Linked DNA regions of Oryctolagus cuniculus: all the other regions are linked to region 2. The links are chromatin contacts, called in public Hi-C and Micro-C maps. All regions are on one chromosome and are shown on one strand. The core of a region is the stretch at or near the end of the contact, and the rest is flanking DNA. Distances in the headings are between cores, read along the strand shown. Region 1 overlaps TAMM41 (TAM41 mitochondrial translocator assembly and maintenance homolog). Region 2 overlaps VGLL4 (vestigial like family member 4). Region 3 overlaps ATG7 (autophagy related 7).

Region 1 (3,680 bases), core at 1,081-3,580, 170 kb before region 2:
GTCAGCTCTCCGAAGAACAGGTCAAGGCAAGGAGTAGCAGCCACATTCATACTGCATAAAAACTATGCAATTCTCATCCTAATCGGAGACGAAGATGTTATTGTTAATGAGTGTCCCTCAGGCTTATTAAGCTTCCAGCACAAGAAAATTAAGCTATCTTAAAAATAATTATAAAGTGTTGACTATAGAAATGGTTAAAAGAAGAAAAATGAGCTAAATGAGCAAATTAACTCTCCCTCCCACTCTAACGCCCATAGCCTCAGCAAGCTTTACATAAACCACTTTTGCCTCTAGGTGGCAGCAAAGATCAAACTTGATGAACAAACCTGAAAAGAGCGTGTGGTTTCAATTCGGACAAGAAACGAGAGAGGAGTGGTATTTGGCACGGCTGTCAAGTCCCCACTTGGGACTCCCACGCCCCACATGGGAGCACCTGAGTTTGAGTCCTGACTCTGCTCCCAGTTCCAGCTTCCTGCTAGTGCACATCCTGGGGGGCAGAGGTGGTAGATCAAGTCTTTGGATTCCAGGCACCATCCCCCACCCACACACACACACAAGAGGGGGAGCAGATTCAATTCTGGGATCCTGGCTTCAGCAGGCACTTGGGGAGTGAACCACCAATGGGAGATCTCTCTGTCTCTGCCTTTCAAATAAAATGAAGAATAATAGAAATATGAGTGAATGTCTTAACAAAGAATTTTAAGAATATGAGTAAGGTGTCTGTTTCTATGTTTTTAAAAGATTTATTTTCTTTATTTGAAAGGCAGAGTTACACAGAGAGAGATCTTCCATCCACTGGTTCACTCCCCAAATGGCCACAATGGCCAGGGCTGGGCCAGGCCAAAGCCAGGAGTCAAGAGCTTCATCTGGGTCTTCCACATGGTTGCAGGGGCCCAAACACTTGGGCCATCTTCCCCTGCTTTCTCAGGCACATTAATAGGGAGGCAGATAGGAAGTCAGTAGGCGGAACTAGCACCAGTGCCCTTATGGGATGCTGGCATTGCAGGTGGTGGCTTTACCAGCTGTGCCGCACTTCTGGCCTCTGTGTTTTATGTGTTTTAAAGGGAGTTACATTGTCTTAAGTTTCATAATTATCTTAAAATTTTGCAAATTTTTTAAAAAATTTATTTATTTATTTGAAAGTCAGAGTTACAGAGAGAGAAAGACAGAGACAGAGAGATCTTCCAAGTACTGGTTCGCTCCCCAGATAGCCATAACAGCCAGTCCTGAACCAAATGGAAGCCAGGAGCCCGGAGTTTCTTCCAGTACTCAGTGCATGGCAGAGGCCCAAGCACACGGGCCATCCTCTGCTGCTTTTCCCAGGGTGTTAGCAGGGAGCTGGATTGGAAGCAGGGCAGCTGGGACTGGAACCAGCACTCATGTGGAATACTGGTTTCACAGGTGGCAGCTTAATGTGCTGTGCCACAACACCAGCCCCACTGTTTTCTTCTTAAAAACATTCTTTACTTTTTATAAGTTTTGTGCATGTGTGTTGGATCCTTCTGTCATGTTATTCTAAAGGTATGCAGAGTCTTTGAAAAGCTCGTGGAAATACATGTTATCAAAAAGGTGAATGGATTTCCAAAATGTTTGCACCAAAATAAACTTCTCTTTTAATTCAGTTTTCCACGAAACTTCTCTTTGGAAGATCCCTCACATTGATAATTTTGCTTGAATTTTTAAAGCGTTAACAGAGTTGGTATCTACCATCGTATTGAGAGGATTTTAATTTATTTGCATCTTTGAAGTACAATTCATACATCACACAGCTCAGCCATTTGAAGTGCACAGTTCAGTGGCTTTGAGCGAATTCATGGGGTTGTACAGCCATCACCTTCCCATAGCTTCATTGACTGTGAATGGAAAAGTCCCTGAAGTGGGAATCGGAGAGCCAGTCTTGGCTGTGAGCCGCTGTGAGCAAGTGCTGGGGCCTTTGGCCTTTGAGATGAGAAGATTGAGTCATCCGTTTTGCCGTTCAGAGAACAGCCATCTCCTTCTCTGGTGTGCCGAAGGAATGGCAAAGTCCTAAGAGAGGCTAAACTGGGGGTCTCCCAGGCTAAATCGAGGGTCCTCTGGCTCTCAGGGGTCCCCCGGCTCTGATGTCCATTGTTTCTTCTTCGACCTCAAGCAGCGACTGAGAACAAGTCACCGTCCTGGTGGTTGAGGATGAGAGCCGCTGGGTCGGGCTGCACTCCCCGCAGCTCGAGCAGTGTCCCTGTGACCACCTGTGACCCTCTGTACTCACAGATCTCCCCTGTGAACCTCCTCCCAGCCCCGCCTCCCTGCATCACAGAGCTCGTTGCCTGTGGCCAGGGACTCTGTGCAGCGTTGCCGATGCAGTTCAGGTCAGGCCACTCCCGGTCACACACAAACGGCTGCTCCCAAGTCTGAGGACTCTCCTTTTCCCAGGCCTCTCTGGCAGTGCCCCAAGAGCTCTCTGGCTTCTCCCTCTGCACAACAAATAGTGGTGCCGCTGAGACCAGTTCCTGGTTCACCTATCACCGAAGACCCAGATCAGCACAGTGCCAGGACCTTCTGAATTGACATTTTTCCTTTCAGTAAGGATGCTTTTATGTTCACTCTCTTAACCTTAAACTGGCAAGCAGACGGCTTTCTTACAAAGCAACTAGGACAGCTTTCTCGGACAACGAGTGGTGTTTTGTTAACCAGGAAAATGTCCCCAAACTTAACCCTTTCCATCTCTGAGTTAGTAGCATCCCCACAGAGCTTGTCATTGCAGTGAGTTTCTATAAAACCACCCAAGAAACAAAGGGTGAAGAACCACTGAGAAGCAGATATGTGGGCGTTGCAGGGCTGTGGAGCCCTGGACAGATCAGGGACCTGGGTCCTGGGCCGGTGGGTGACCGCTTGTCTTGGGGAAATCTTTGTACGCCTCTGAGCCTCAGTAAATGACGAGGTCACCCTCTTAGATCCGTGGTTCGATATGGAATACAAGGTTTGGAAAAATTATTCAAGGAATAAACATAGGAGTTACAGTACCTTAAAATCTGCTCTAATCATCTTTCAAGATAAATCAAACAGAATACATCCTTAGCTGAATGCATGAGAACAATTTAAAACATTGAGAGCTTGATTGACAGAGTCTGAGGTGTTACCCTGATTCCTGCCATCAACTTGGGCATCCTTAGGAAACGCACCTCCCTGCACTGTCCCTTGGTTCAGCTCTCTGCGGATGATTGCAGTAACACTAAACTCACCCCAAGTGCTGAATTTTTTTTTTAAGTTTTCATTTCTTTTTTTTCCTTTTTTTTAAGATTTATTTATTTATTTTAGAGGTAGCGTTACAGGCAGAGAGAGGGAGAAACAGAAAAGGAGGTCTTCCATCTTCTGGTTTACTCCCCAAATGGCCACAATGGCCAGAACTGGGCTGATCCAAAACCAAGAGCCAGGAGCTGCCTCCAGATCGCTCATGTGGGTGCAGGGGTCCAAGCAGTTGGGTCATCTACCACTGCTTTCCCAGACCATAGCAGAGAGCTGGATCAGAAGAGGAGCAGCCGGGACACAAACCAGCACTCATATGGGATGCTGGCACTGCAGGTGGAGGCTTAACCTCCTACACCAGGCTCCAGCCCTAAAGGTTTAGTTAAGGTCTGTGGAGTCCTCATCATCACACCTGCGGAGAAAATCCACACTTGATCAATCAAGTGACGTGAGGTTTG
Region 2 (3,320 bases), core at 340-2,839:
CTGGGTTCAAGTCCTGGCCCTGCTTCCCTTCCTGCTACCTGCTAATGTGTACTCCTGAGAGGCAGCAGATGATGGCTCAAGTGTTTGGGTCCCTGTACCAATTGTGCGGAAGACAGAACTAAATTTCTGGATTCCACCTGACCCAGTCCTGGCTTTTGTGGGCATTTGGAGAGTGAACCAATAGATGGAAGATCTCTCTCTGAAATAAACAACAGGGACAGTGATAACACTCACAAATATAATAGTAGAACATACGATTTTGTCTGTATAAAGTGACCAGACTGATGTCTGCACTTAAAGGTTAGCACAGTAGTTAACCTCACGGGGTGCAGCATGGGGTTGGAGTGGGGACATTCAGTTCTCTTTTGAAATAGTATGTTAAATAATTGGGATATATCTTCCAGTGATTTCTTTTTTTATTTTAGAAATTTTTTTGAAGATTTCTTTATTTGAAAGGGAGAGAGAGGGAGAGAGTCTTCATCTGTTGGCTCCCTCCCCTGTGTCTGCCACAGCCAGAGCCAGAGCAGGGCCAGGTCAAAACCAAGAGCTTGACATTCTGTCTGGGCCTCCTGCATGGGTGGCAGGGCCCCAAACACTCAAGCCATCTGCTGCTGCTGTTCCAGGCACATGAGCAGGGAACTGGATCGGAAGTGGAGCAGCCAGGACTTGAACCGGCACTCCTGTGGGATGCTGGCCTTGTAGGTGGTGGCTTGTCCTGCTGTGGCACAGTGCCCAGCCCTTTCAGTGGCTTTGCTCTCCATTTTTAGTGTGTGAATCGGTTCCAGTTGATCTCACAGGAATACATGTATGGCTAATTATTTACTAGAATATGAACATCAGAGTGATACTTTACTGGGAAGTCATCTCCGGATGGGATTTCCTGAACCGATCCACCGTTGGCCGCAGTGAAAAGCATTGAAGTGGTCGTTTCTCTTGGGTAAGCATGTAAGGCTGCAGTAGAGTGAGTGACGTCGTGTTCAAGGAAGCTTCCTTTTTTGGCAACAGTGACTGGATTAGCTCCCTGCGCTAGCACTAGCGTATTTACAGCATTGTTCCTAGTCTGCTTTCTCTTTTCCTTTCTTTTCTTTCTTCTTCTTTTTTTCTTTTCTATATATTTTGTTTGTTTGAGGAACAAAGTTACAGAGAGGGAGAGAGAGGTCTTTTTTTTTTTTTTTTTGACAGGCAGAGTTAGACAATGAGAGAGACAGAGAGAAAGGTCCTCCTTTTCCGTTGGTTCACCCCCCAAATGGCTGCTACAGCCGGCGCGCTGCGCCGATCCGAAGCCAGGAGCCAGGTGCTTCCTCCTGGTCTCCCATGTGGGTGCAGGGGCCCAAGTACTTGGGCCATCCTCCACTGCCTTCCCGGGCCACACCAGAGAGCTGGACTGGAAGAGGAGCAACCGGGATAGAATCCGGCACCCCAACCGGGACTAGAACCCGGGGTGCCGGCACCGTAGGTGGAGGATTAGCCTAGTGAGCCGTGGCGCCGACCTAGAGAGAGGTCCATCTGCTGGTTCACTCCTCAAATGGCCGTGATGGCCTGAGCTGGGTCGATCCGAAGCCAGGAGCTGAGCTTCTTCTGGGTCTCCCACGTGGGTGCAGGAGCCCAGGAGCTTGGGTCATCTTCCACTGCCTTCCCAGGCCATAGCAAAGAGCTGGATTGGAAGAGGGGCAGCTGGGACACGGAATGGTGCCCGTATGGGATGCCAGTGCCACAGGTGGAGGCTTAACCTACTGGTCACAGTGCCGGCCCTCCAGCCTTAAAAACTGCATATGTTTTTACATTCATGTTAAAGCAGATTTTCCATTCAGTCATTTGATATCAACTGAATTGAGTTTGTTAGTATTTTGTCTTAATTTTTGCAAAGTTTAGTAAGGTTTAAACTTTGTTAAAATATATTTTTTGTGTTTTTAATGAATGGATTAAAAAGATTTTTGTGTAAATAAATGTACATCTAATGAGAACTGCATAGACTGGTTCTCTTCTCAAAATTTTCTTTGCAATTTAAAATTTATCCCTAGAGGGTGCTGTTGTGTTAAAAGTGTAATCATTGAGTTTGAACCATTTTACATTTCTGCACGGCACATATATTAAAACCTCATTACAGTAATGAGCTAGTTCTGAGTAGTAGCTGAGTGTTTTAACCTGCAAATGGCACCATTTCATACATACTACAGTCTGAACAGTCTAAAACACAGCTTAGTAACATTTGCTTTTGTGAAAAGTTTGACAAAACTTTGAGTTTGGGCATCTCCAAATTGGGGAAGTAATCAATATTTTATGATATATTTAGGAATTCTTTGAATTTAGTAGATAGTCTGCTTTCTGTGGTTGATACTTGAGGCATTTGAAAAGCGTTCTGTTTTCGTTTATTGTGCAGTCCCTCCGTGGAGGACCTACTGTGTGCCAGGCGGTCTTTGCAGTGTGGCAGGTGAGGCCTGACCGCCTTGCCTTAAGGTTGTGTGCAGAACTCTGCTGCGGTGTTGCCCAGGGGAGAGTAATCCCAGCTAATGGTCCTTAGCCAGGTTTCTGCTAGGCCTCTCCGGAATTCACATTCTAATCAGTGTTTCCAAGAAAACAGTTTGAAGTCTTCTTAGCACTCACTGTTAGGTTTTAATTGAACGCCTCCTGTATGCTTTCCTCCTCACAACCTTACTGTAGCAGTTGAGATGATCCGATGGACAGGTGCGCGTGCCCGGGCAGTGCGGTGCCTCACACATGACTGGTCACCCCGTCACCCTGTGCTGATAGGTGTCTAGACGTGATGATGACACCTGGCTCCTGGCTTCTCTGATGCCTCTGGTCCAGGCATGGCCAGACCCAGCGTCTCCCTTTGGTAAGGTTTGTTTTGGTTGTTATTCACGTATTCAGTTTAGAAAACTTAAGGAGAGGAAGAGAGCTTACCTGTTTGTGGTACCATCCCGGGAGGATGAGAGTGATTGTGGCCATGGGGCGGCTAACAGCGCCTCGCGTTATGTCTAAGAGATCCCGTGAACCCCGAGGTGGCCCCTGCTCTGCAGGTGGAAGTTAGTGTCTGGAGAGCGATGTTGACCGCTGGGCTTTTATTCAGTCCAGTCGTGAGCCTGAGCTCTTCTCTGGCCATCCTGCCATCCTTATTCCACAAAGACGCGGACACGCCTTCGTGAGGACCGTGCGTGCAGCTCTTAACATGTGCTGTGGAGGGTTTCACACGGAAGAGTAAGGCCTGTTGTCCTCCTCTGCAAGTGTTGATGATCTCGCTTGGGGAACTGATACTGACATGTGACAATCCAGACACTGGAGAGGACAAACGGTGCTAGAAGCTTAGGCAAACAGCTGTC
Region 3 (3,617 bases), core at 80-2,579, 210 kb after region 2:
TTACCAGGAGCCCCCTCACCTACCCTCTGTTAGGAGATTATCAGGGAGCCCCCTCACCTACTCTGTTAGGAGATTATCAGGAGCCCCCTCACCTACTCTGTTAGGAGATTATCAGGGAGCCCCCTCACCTACTCTGTTAGGAGATTATCAGGAGCCCCCTCACCTACTCTGTTAGGAGATTATCGGGAGCCCCCTCACCCGCGTGCTCTCGTGCCTCTTGCCAGCGCTAACTGCTCAGAGTGAGAACCCAGGCGTCTTTGCGTTGCACTCACAGCACCCGATTATCTTTATTTCACTGGCCAGCCAGGCCTACAAAATGCATAGAAAAACTTCTGGCGCCTGTGCCAAATGATTTCCATACAAAAATCAATCCTGTCAAGTTATTCTGAGACCAATCTACTCAGCCATTCAAGGAAAAAAAAAGAAAAGAAAGCACCCCTCTAAAGAGCACACAACCCCCAAACTTGTATTTCTCAAGACAGAGCCACACCGGACTCCCCGAGACCCTGCCGTGCGCAGATGTGCGGTATCTCAAAGAGCCAAGAGGCGCAGGAACACACTCACTCTCACACGCAATCACTGACCGACAGTGAGCTCCAAACCTCAGCGCGGGCGCTTGCGATCCATGACGACGACACGGGCTTAGCTTACTTTTGAAGCACAAATAAATTCTGGAGCATCTAAGTTTAACCAAACTTCTCAACAGTGTTCATCAAATCTGAGCTCAATTTTCACTGAAACTTGTCAGGACCGTTCTCCTAAGACAGGACCCAAGAAGAGTTTTCCGAAGAAGCCTGCCAACTCAGACCATTTCTCTAGGACGGAATTCCTTCCACCCTGCCAGATTCAGGGTGCGGGGCACCGAGACCCCTGGTTCTAACAGGGAGGCCGCGGTTTGGCCCCAGGACCATGACACTGTTTTGCACAGAACTCTAACACGACTATCTGTGCTTATACAGAAACTCCTGAGTTTTTAAAGCCCAGGTTAAACCACTGGGTGTTAGAAGGCTTAAAAGGACACCCAAAAGGAAATCAGCTATCATACTGAGTATACATGTAAAAATAACTCCGACAGTTTCTCAAAGCCTATTAAAAAATGAGATGCCATCACTGTAGCTGTGAGATACACCAGCCGGTTCCCATTACTGCTCGCGCTATTTTTAGAGCCTCTGCAAAGATCAAAGGCGAAGGGGCCCTCTCCAGGCCCCTAATCTCTGCCTATGCTTCCTCGGTCAGGCCTTGGTCTCCCAAGGAGGCATGGCGGGGCTGCCTGCAAACAACCCCTGTCCCCGTCCACTCCCATCCACTCTGTGAGAAGGGGGTGGTCAGAGACCAGCGAAGTTCAAGGTCAAGCCAAAATGCCTGCCGTGCGTGCTTCAGCACAGAGCACACTGGCTCGGCTTCTTCTGTCCACTGCCCATGCAGTCTCCACAGGCCACTTCTCGGTGAGAACAATACAATGAGCACAGTGTCCTTTTCCAGTGTTAGGACCCCACTCCTCCCCCACACAAAGGCCGGGGTTGGTTTTCTTGGCTCTGGCTGGTGGGAGGTGGCCGGGCTCGCTCTGGGGCTGAGAGGCAGGACCACTTACTTTGGAAGAACAAGCGGTGCATTTGTCGAACGCCAGGCTGACGGGAAGGACGTTATCAAACCGGGACAGAAATCCCCGAATCTAAAAACAAACAGAATGAAGAATTCACATCACGCTGGGGAAGGCCCCATCTCTGAAATGCACTTCTGGGTCCTGGCATGATGGACATGGCTTCTCTCCCATAGATGTGAGAGTTGGACGTGGGATAAATGAAAACTTATTCAATTTGATGTTAGGTGGGGTCTCACAAGGGGAGATGGGCTGGGGACCAAGGAAGGCAGAGACAGTCCAAAATACATATCCAGTTGACTTGGAGCAAACTTCAACAGCAACATATTGACGAGGAAATGGCACCACCTAGTGCACACACTTGTGTACTACAGCTGGTTTACATGCAGACACTATCAGTTTTAACCATTCTCTTTATTCACAAAACTGTACTAGCACTATTATCTATTCACAGTATTATGCCTGGACAACTATATTTACATCAAAGTGCTTTTTAAACCTATAGAATGGCATTAAAGTGTTTTACTAAAAATACAAATGGCAAAAAAAAATTTTTTTTGGACAGGCAGAGTTAGACAGTGAGAGAGAGACAGACAGAAAGGTCTTCCTTTTCCGTTAGTTCACCCCCCAAGTGGTCGCTGCAGCTGGTGCACTGCGCCGATCTGAAGCCAGGAGCCAGGCGCTTCCTCCCAGTCTCCCATGCAGGTGCAGGGCCCAAGGACCTGGCCATCCTCCACTGCACTCCCTGGCCACAGCAGAGAGCTGGACTGGAAGAGGAGCAAGCAGGACAGAATCCGGCGCCCCAACCGGGACTAGAACCCGGGGTGCCAGCGCCAAAGGCAGAAGATTAGCCAGCCGAATGGCAAAATTTCTCAAGACTCCACAGCACTCAGCATCTGCACTCAGACAAACATGCATCTCCTGTGGGTTAATTCACTGCACCTTCCCAACCCTGCCATTTTATGTTGATAAAACAGCCTCAAAAAGGGGAAGGCACTTGGCTGAGGAATCAACCAGCGACGGGGCCCAGCTTCAAAGGCCTCGGACCCCAAAGCTGGCTGGCTCCCTCCCCCTTCCTCCCTCTCCCAGGGTAGCAAAGCTCAGCTTCCAGCATTAATATTCGGTCTCTTCACAACCTGAACCTCAACGGAGCAGCAGAAGAGCCCCCCCCCCCCCGCCCCGCCACCCTACCAGCAGCAGCCCACAGCACAGGAAGCCCAGGACTGGCCTGATAGGCTCTTCCGGGAGAGCAGCACCCTTCCCCGGGTGGCCAGCCCGTCTCTCTGCCAAACGTGCACACTTTTTCCTCTGCACAGCCTCCAGGGAAGGAATGCCTATCGCAATTGTGGGAACGTCTCTATCACCACGCCGTGTTGTTTCAACGTAATCCAAGATCAAAGGAATCTCACAGAAATGAGGGAAAATGAGACCCTCCGAACACTGACAATCTTTCGGTTCCCTGTATCTCAGGAATGTGGCGATGGCTTCGTAATCCAGTACCTCAAACAGAGCCACGGCCGTGAATACATGATTTTAAACACTCAAACAGCACAGGGACCTTCCTGGAAAGTCACAGTTGGGACTGCTGACACGCCCAAGTGCTCAGAAGCCACAGGCCTGAAGACCGCTCCCGCTCCCCCCGAGCCTCACACTCGGCAAACGCGCCAGCACATCTTGCCCACCTCCCATCAGACACGCTGGGACGGCGCTGCCCGCCTCCAGCGTGGACGGTTCTCTCTGCTCCAGTCTTACACAGGCAGACGCAGCAGAGCTGAGAGAAGGGAGCGGCAGACGCAGCAAGGGAAGACACAGCACAGGCAGTGAGGAGCAGGCACGAGGCCTGCAGGCCGCCCCTGGCGTCCCTGACAGCTCCTGCAGGCACGGTGCTGCGTTTTCTCAGCAGAACAGTCTGTGTGAGAACTTCCGAATTCACCAAGCTGGCATCGCAACGCCCAGAACCGCACCAAACACATCCTGGTTCTTCTCAGGCCAACAGCCTCCCGCGGGAAAGCGCCCA

Evidence for each region. A called contact is a pair of places that touch in the nucleus more often than the background predicts.
Region 1: a Hi-C map of an unstated tissue shows a contact between it and region 2, with 5 times the contacts expected there. The contact joins two enhancer-like sites. A contact is called at or near these places in 3 of 6 Hi-C or Micro-C datasets (embryonic fibroblasts, skin fibroblasts and an unstated tissue).
Region 3: a contact with region 2 is called in a Micro-C map of ear pinna, with 7 times the contacts expected there. The contact joins two enhancer-like sites. A contact is called at or near these places in 5 of 6 Hi-C or Micro-C datasets (ear pinna, embryonic fibroblasts, psoas muscle and 2 more).

Annotation. Positions count from the first base shown.
Region 1 is chr10:115,357,536-115,361,215 of mOryCun1.1, forward strand. The region is part of intron 3 of TAMM41 (TAM41 mitochondrial translocator assembly and maintenance homolog); the gene reads left to right. Among named protein-coding and RNA genes, the nearest start is that of TAMM41, 12 kb to the left of the region's middle. Within about 2 kb of position 2,331, at least 1 of the 8 cell types and tissues checked has an H3K27ac peak or open chromatin away from gene starts, as enhancers often do.
Region 2 is chr10:115,527,117-115,530,436 of mOryCun1.1, forward strand. The region is part of intron 2 of VGLL4 (vestigial like family member 4); the gene reads left to right. Among named protein-coding and RNA genes, the nearest start is that of VGLL4, 110 kb to the left of the region's middle. Within about 2 kb of position 1,590, at least 1 of the 8 cell types and tissues checked has an H3K27ac peak or open chromatin away from gene starts, as enhancers often do.
Region 3 is chr10:115,737,887-115,741,503 of mOryCun1.1, forward strand. It overlaps ATG7 (autophagy related 7), which reads right to left. Exons shown (of 20, transcript XR_011379656.1): 18 at 1,592-1,672. Among named protein-coding and RNA genes, the nearest start is that of ATG7, 99 kb to the right of the region's middle. Within about 2 kb of position 1,330, at least 1 of the 8 cell types and tissues checked has an H3K27ac peak or open chromatin away from gene starts, as enhancers often do.